2 separate regions of the Mus musculus genome follow, and region 2 is linked to region 1. Evidence: chromatin contacts called from public promoter capture Hi-C data. All regions are on one chromosome and are shown on one strand. Each heading gives the region's core, a stretch centred on a gene start, on an enhancer-like site or on the middle of the called end of the contact. The rest is flanking DNA. Distances are from core to core; before and after follow the strand shown.

Region 1 (3,521 bases), core at 225-2,724:
GGTGATACATAGAGAAACCCTGTCTCTAAAACAAACAAACAACAACAAAAAAAAACAGTATAATGAATTTGTTTTTTAATTGTGTGAGAATTTCATACATGTATTACATTTACATAATTTCCCCTCTAATTTTTCCTGTGTGTCTACTCAATTCCCTCTCAAATTCATGGCATCTTAATTTCTATTGTACACACACATACACACACATACACACACACACACCCCTAATGTCTTTTAACATTGTTCATATGTACCCGTCTTTAGGGCTGACCACTTGGGATTGGATGAACTACAAGACTTTTTTCTGGAGAGCACTGGTTCTCCGTTCCTCACCAGTCATTGGTTGCCTATATCTCTTTATCTAGGAGTAGACCCTAGAAATTTTACCTCTTCCTGTTGGCATGTCAGCTGTGGTTGTCATTATGTAAGTTTCCTTTAGGCAGATATATTGTTGCAACCTCCCGGGAGCAGCAATCCTGTCTAGAAGATATTGTCCAGCAGCCATATAGCCTAGTCCTCTGATTCACATCCCTTCTTCCAGGATGTTCCCTGAACTTATATTATGGGTGTACATAATGTGTTGGGTCTGGGTACCTCTTGGCGACCAGTTATGGATCCTTGTAGTAGCCTCAGTTAGATGCAAAAGGAAGCTTCTTGAAGAAGCATGAGAACTACATTCAACTGTAGGCATAAGAAGTATTTAAAATGCAGTTAGAAATTATATTGCTTAAGAAAAATAGCAGTGGTACATTCTCCTCTAGGGTCTATGACCGCTACATCCACAGAGAGTTGACTAGGTTTAGAATATCAAACACAATTTCCTTCTGATTGAGAAGGCTTGGTGTTCAATTATATAGCTGTTGGATACCCCCAAGGTAAATAATGCCACAGTTACACCAGTCAGAAAAATAATAGCATGGTACACAGTAATATATAATTAAAATAATATATAATAAAATAGCATATTCATAATCCATGATTAGTGTTTATTAAGCAAATGGCAATCAAGCTGCAAAAATAACAGAAATATGGACAGCACTTGATGAAGACCCTTGATGTCTATCTCTTTCCTCCAGGAGCAGAAGGGACATACAAGATAATTGTCTCCAGTATCTAGAATGAAGACCCTAAAACCTACTCCATAAATCAACAGTCAAGACTAAAGCTCAGCGGGAACTGGAAAAAAATCACCAGAGAACTAAATGAAAGCAAAACTGAGAAATAAGAATGAAAATCCTGAGTGAAGAAGTCAGAAGCCCAGGGCTGTGGGTGGAGAGAAAGCTTTCCTCCGATAACACAGCTCTCTGATTTACCACCTTCCAGTTTAAAAGCAACGCATTAAATGTTGCTCTCCAGCTTAGGCATCCTGCAAGCTTGGGAATATTGAATTTCCTCCGTTATACAGCCACATGGCCAGGTGACCAAATATAACTGGCACCGCCCTGCGGGGGCTGGCTGCACAGCGGTAAAAGAGGAGCAGCCATGCGCGGTCACGTGTCCGTGGTGTTTGGCAAGACCAACCCAGAGCTGAGATCATAAACTCCCGCTGAGAGCAGCTTTCACCAGTCGCGTTCACGGACAGCAAACAGTTAAACTCTAGAAAGGTGCTGGAGAATAGGGGGAGGGGAAGGTGTCTCACTTTATTATTCTAAACAGAGCCCGTGATTAAATGGTGCGGCTGGAGTCCCTGCTTGGCATTTCCCGAAAGTAAGTTTCTGAGATTTTGTTTTCCTTATCAGGTTTATTTGTTTGGGCATCGGGATTATTATTGTTGTTGTTATAATAAAAAAATGAACCGTTTTATGAGCTGAATGCTAACCATCTGTGTCAAAGTTGGTTTTTTAAAAATCAGTGGGCTATTCTGAAATGTTTTGGTGTCTGGTGTGTAATATTAAATAGAGCAAGGTATTCAATTAAAATATATACCTTTATATCATGATGTTCTGCTGAGCCATAAAATGAGTGTGCGAATGAGCTGAAATTGGCCAACAGACTGACTGTCAAGCTGAGACACTTCAGGATTGAGTGGGAAGCTTGTACTGCCTCTGGAGTTATTTGCTTTGATGATGTAATTTGGCAATCTGGGGTTAACTTTTCTGAGACTGCTTCCGGAGAGGGTTCACAGAACACTTGATGAATAGCAAGCTGTGACTGTTCTTGGATCTCTGGCTGTTCTGACACCGTGGGGGAAATGAGAATGTGAAATGTGCAGGGCTCTCCTGTCTCACAGCCTAACTTTGAATGTTCATCCTTCAGCACAGAAGTGTCAGCCTCCCAGGGCAACAGGGGAGGAGAAACACTTAGTCTCTCGCCCTCTGTCTCTGTCTGTCTCTGTCTCTGTCTCTGTCTCTGTCTCTGTCTCTGTCTCTGTCTCTGTCTGTCTGTCTGTCTGTCTGTCTCTCCCTCCCTTCCCCTTTCTCCTCCTCCCCCCCCCCCCCCCACTTAAACATTTTGGATATTATTTATGCCACAGATAAGGAGGGTTCATGTCTTCAGTATTTTTACAAATCGCAGAACACACACACCAGGAGTGGACAGACAAGGAGGCGATTTTAATTTACAAATAAAATCAGAGAAGTTGCAGACAAGAGTGCAGTTGCCTGCAGGGCTGTGCCTGATTCTGTATTGAGATCTCTACTCAGACAACTCTGCCACCCCAACAGACTACACAGTCCCCTCAGAAGTTGTTCCCTCTGGATTATCCGGACTGAGAACAACTCATGAGGCACCTTAGCGGCCCCTCAGTGGGCACTCCAACCTGATGCAGCTCCACTCTTGGCATCCATTCCTTCCTTCTCTCTTTCCATGAGTTGTCTCCTTTCTTTTCTTGCCTGTCTGCCTTGCCTGGGACCTCCTTTAACAGCCCTATGCAGGTTCCTCCTGTGGCAATAGCCCCTGAGCCTGCTTCAGCCATTGTGTCTCCCATTAGACTGGCCAGGACTTATCACCTGAGCTTCGACTCTAGAGAATCCACGAGAGTGAGCTCTCTGTGTGTGGTAAACATGAGGAGCACTTCTGGTAAGGACCCACCAGCTTGTTGCTGTGGATCATCGTGTGGGGTTCATCCCTAGCACTCGCTTCAGTTCTTAGGACTTAGAACCAATTTTATGGTATTCACCATGGAGCTACTGACTTTGTGGTCAAAAGCCCGGGCCATTCACGCCCCTGGCTTCCCAGAAATCTGATAAGCATGGGATTCTGGGGAGCCTTCCCTTTCATGATTCAGCTTAGGTATCCAGTGTCCTCCCTCAGGAAAAAAAAAATGCTTTTGAAGAGCATTTACATCCCTTAGTTTGCAGAAGAGGTTTCACCAGAGCATGTTTGCATAGTATTGATTGTTGAAGTTGTAGCAGGAGGTGGTGTTATTATGCACTAAAACATCTTCTGCAGGAAATTTTACATTCCCATTTAATTATTTATATATATATATATATATATATATATATATATATATATATATGCAAATCCCCTTATCAAATCACCCACTGATATTTACACACAAACACACCTGCCCACCCCCT
Region 2 (3,919 bases), core at 909-3,408, 42 kb before region 1:
TCCACAAGCTTTGATAATAGATCATTGTAAGCCAGTTCATAAGAGCTGTCTTGTTTGTCAGGTTAAAAGGTGAAAAGTACAGTGGCATATGAGAAATATGAGGTCAGACATCAAATTGGCAGCTACAACTTCTATTGTTGGAAGTAGTCATCACTATGACAACTTTGGCTGTCCTTGCACGCAGCCAACACTGGCGAATGCAGGTTTACCAAGCTTTCTGGGTTCCTCAGATAGCATGCAAGTTTCTGTATTTAGTGTTCTATAATTAAACACTTCCACAGGATGTCCCAGTAGGGTTTTTATTTCTTGCATTTGAAGCTGTAGCCCTGGGGGGGAGGGGGCTTTCAAACACTAGCGAGTATATTTAATTACTAGATTCCCTTGTCATCATTACATCCTGAATGATTGTTTTACAATCATTGATTGGAAATTGGAATGCCATTTTGGAGTTCTTAAACTCATTGCTAAAATAATTTAAGACTAGGCTCAAATGGGAACTTAAGGACATTTTTTATTACATTAAAAAAGAAAATTCTCATGACAGGCAAACTGCAAAACCACAGCAGGTGCACAGAAGAGAGTGGAGGAAAGCCATTTTAAGCTTCCATGGAGATAAGACACATGGTAGATGAGGTGGTGTGCATTTGTATAAGTTTGGGAACAATCAGGAAGGTAAAATATCCCATTGTCAACAGAAGAGAACTCTCAACACCCCAGTTGGGCTAGGTCCCTAATATTGCAGGGAGGGAGGGAGGGAGGCTTTAGAGAAAGAACAAGGAAACCCAAAGTGTTAGGAGTAAAGCCTAAAGTATTAAGAAACGTGTGCTTAGAAAAGAGTCAGAAGGAAGAAACAGAAGTTCCATTTTCCTGAACAATTCATAAAATATGGCAGGTTTAGGGCTCTCACACAATTGCAACCTGTAAGCTCCTGTAGTGGGGGTAAGGATTCTGGGGTGTGTCCATGGAGTACAGCATCTCATTAAAGAACTAATTGTTACACCTATCCCTTTAGCTTGGCTTAAGATGAGCCCAGTCTCCCAGGGGTAGTAGGCCCTTGGCCAAGTGAAAGACCCAGCCCAACTGGGGTGTTGAGAGTTCTGTTCTGTTGACAATGGGATATTTTACCTTCCTGATTGTTCCCAAACTTATACAAATGCACACCACCTGCAGTATAATATTCAGGATATTTTGCAGGAGATAGGACAGTATATAGCACAATAAGGTAAATGATTAGAACTTAATCACATGGTAGATGGCAGGATTAATTATATTTGTCTCTGTTTTAATGTATTTTTTGGAGTTGAATTATTTTTCCTTCATTGGAACAAAGAAAGCTAGCGAGGTGTGAAATTGAGAGTCTTTGAAGGCTAACAATTCATCCTTAAATGTAATACAATAATATAATTATACTATTTTGGAACATTATTTTAAAGCCAAAACTAAAGGGTTTGGGGGTAAAATTTACAGTTGCAGATATGTCTTTTAAAATATTACTAAAGCATAAGAAAATTATGTCTTGCTATGTTCCCGTGTTAGTGCAAAGAAAGTTCTGGGAATTCAGAATATCTATTTATTGAACACCAATGAGATTATATAGATTTTAGGTATACTAACTAAGAATAACTTGAAGCACCAAGGCCGACAAGCCATGGTGTTTTTGGGAATCTAGACTTACACTTATACTGCTCATTCCCTGGCATGACGTGTTTGCAGAAGCCAGCCATCATTGCCAGCTGCCTTCGCAAGGAGTACAAGGGAAAGAAGAAATGCTTTGTTCTTAAGAGCAAGAAGAAGATTGCCACAAGAAACATCTCTTTTTGCGTTCGAAAAGGTTGGACACGGGTTCTGGCTCAGGAACATCCTCCAAGCTTTAGCGTCCCTGTCCTTCAGTCAGCATGCTCAGAAGCTATGTTGTTTCTTCGTTTCACAGTAGAGTGGCTGTTGACTGTTTCTCTCTGGACAGAAATGGTTTCCCCTTTGAGTAGGGGCATAGTCACACTGTTGTAAAAACCATAAACACACTTTGTCATTGAACCATTTAAAATACAGTCTTCCTATTCAATCAGTGCTGTTGCTCTCCTAATGATCAATACTGTTTACCAGGGAACTGACCTACATTCTGCTATTCCAACCTGATATCTTGACCACAGGGTAAGCGGAGCCTTGCCAACTTCTGACTCTCTCTGTCTGACGCAACAAGACTTAGTCTTTCCTCATCCTGTGGCTCTGGGCAAGTGGCTGAAACTCAAAAATTTCTATCCCTTTTCAGTGTTGTCACAGCTATTACCACTCCCCACACCATCATATAGTTTTCTTTAATTAACACATATTAATTGTACAGGCTAATGGGATTCACCCTGAGATTTCCATGCATGCAAATGTGGTATACCGATCATATTCAGCCACCCAGTTTCTCTCTGGCCCTCCACTCCCCACTTTGTCCACCATCTTTCCAGTATCAAGTAGTCCTTCCTTGGCTTTTTCTTTGTCTGTTTGTTTGTTTCATTTCTCAGCATCTTCAGTTTTTTCTCCACTATTCTGTAATTTTCACTATAAATTTTTTTCATCCACTTAGTTAGATTTATTGCTATATATCTTTTTTGCATACTTGTTGTGAATGGGTTTCTCTCTCAGTGTGTTCATATTGATGCATATCAATGCCATCTGGAGCTGAAGAGATTGTTTAAGACCAATTGCTCCTGCAGAGAACCTGCACTTGGTCACCAGTACCCACATGGTAGCTCATCACCATCAGTAGCTCCAGTTCTGAGGGATCTGACACCTCCTGACCTCTGCTGGCACCTGGGACTCGTGTGATACACAGGCATAAATGCATACAAAACACTCCTACAAAGAAATAAAATAAAATAAAATAAAATAAAATAAAATAAAATAAAATAAAATAAAAATACATTTAAGAGCAGCTACCTGTTTTGTATGCTGGTTTCCTATCTTGCCACTCGCATCTTTCTGTGGACTTTTAAAAGATTTTCTACGTATAGAAGCATATTATTGCTAACAGAGATGATCCACTTGTCTACTTTCTTGTCCATAGATTTTTTTTTATTTCTTACATAATCGCTGTGTACTATATGGAGTAAGGGTGATAAAAGTGAACACCCAATCCTTTGCTTTATACCAGAGCCAAGTTTTTAATTTTCTTCATGAATCAGGATGTCTACTAAGGGCTTGTAATATGTAGTATTTTATCATGCCTGAACATGATCCTTTTAAAGATTTATTTTGCTTTTAACTATGCATTTTTTGTGTGGGGGTTTGTGCACTTGTGAGAGCAGATGTTTCCAGATCTAGATTAAGCACCAGGTCCCCAGGAGATGGAGTTTAAGAGATTATGAGATGCCTGCTATGGGTACTAAGAAGCAAGTTTAGGTCCTCTACAAGAACAATACACCCTCTCAGTGCTGAGCCATGTCTCGCCCTGTGTACTTTTACACCTATTTTATTTATGTCTCTTCACCTAACACGACAATTAAAATATAAAATCGTATTTAAGGCCCATTGTAAAGCACCTATCATACAGAGAAACCTATAATAGTCACTATCGTTACTAAGGTGTCTTCTTTTTCTCAGGTGAGGTTGTAGGATTACTGGGACACAATGGAGCTGGTAAAAGTACATCCATTAAGATGATAACTGGAGAAACCAAGCCAAGCGCCGGACAGGTAGGTAGATGAGAGATAGTATTTTCTCCAATGATACCCAGATGACAACTTGAAAAACATTATCCTTCAAAGTTCTAAAAATATTATCCTGAATTATAAAGTGTCACTTTAAGTGGCGCAGGTACTAGCCGTTTGATGGGGATGCTTTTAAATGTTTTGATAATTTTATGGGTATGGAATTAATTTTATTATATTCAGCACCCTTTAGCTTTTCTCTTCTCCCTCTGTCTCACATT

What was found. Promoter capture Hi-C pulls out the DNA fragments that hold promoters and counts their contacts.
Region 2: a promoter capture Hi-C map of liver shows a contact between it and region 1, with 4 times the contacts expected there. The contact joins the enhancer-like site here to the promoter of Abca8b in region 1. A contact is called at or near these places in 3 of 39 promoter capture datasets (liver and macrophages), 1 of 15 datasets of contacts at CTCF or cohesin (the NIH/3T3 cell line), 4 of 484 Hi-C or Micro-C datasets (the AML12 cell line, liver, muscle stem cells and 1 more), 3 of 115 datasets of contacts at active chromatin or transcription factors (double positive thymocytes, embryonic stem cells and pancreatic cancer cells) and 3 of 9 other capture datasets (adipose tissue, liver and pancreatic islet).

The regions. Positions count from the first base shown.
Region 1 is chr11:109,993,798-109,997,318 of GRCm38.p6, reverse strand. It overlaps Abca8b (ATP-binding cassette, sub-family A (ABC1), member 8b), which reads left to right and starts at 1,474. Exons shown (of 39, transcript NM_013851.3): 1 at 1,474-1,707.
Region 2 is chr11:110,036,255-110,040,173 of GRCm38.p6, reverse strand. It overlaps Abca8a (ATP-binding cassette, sub-family A (ABC1), member 8a), which reads left to right. Exons shown (of 39, transcript NM_153145.4): 30 at 1,714-1,831; 31 at 3,592-3,683. Among named protein-coding and RNA genes, the nearest start is that of Abca8b, 42 kb to the right of the region's middle. Within about 2 kb of position 2,158, at least 5 of the 459 cell types and tissues checked have an H3K27ac peak or open chromatin away from gene starts, as enhancers often do. A contact at or near this core is called in liver, where this site is marked.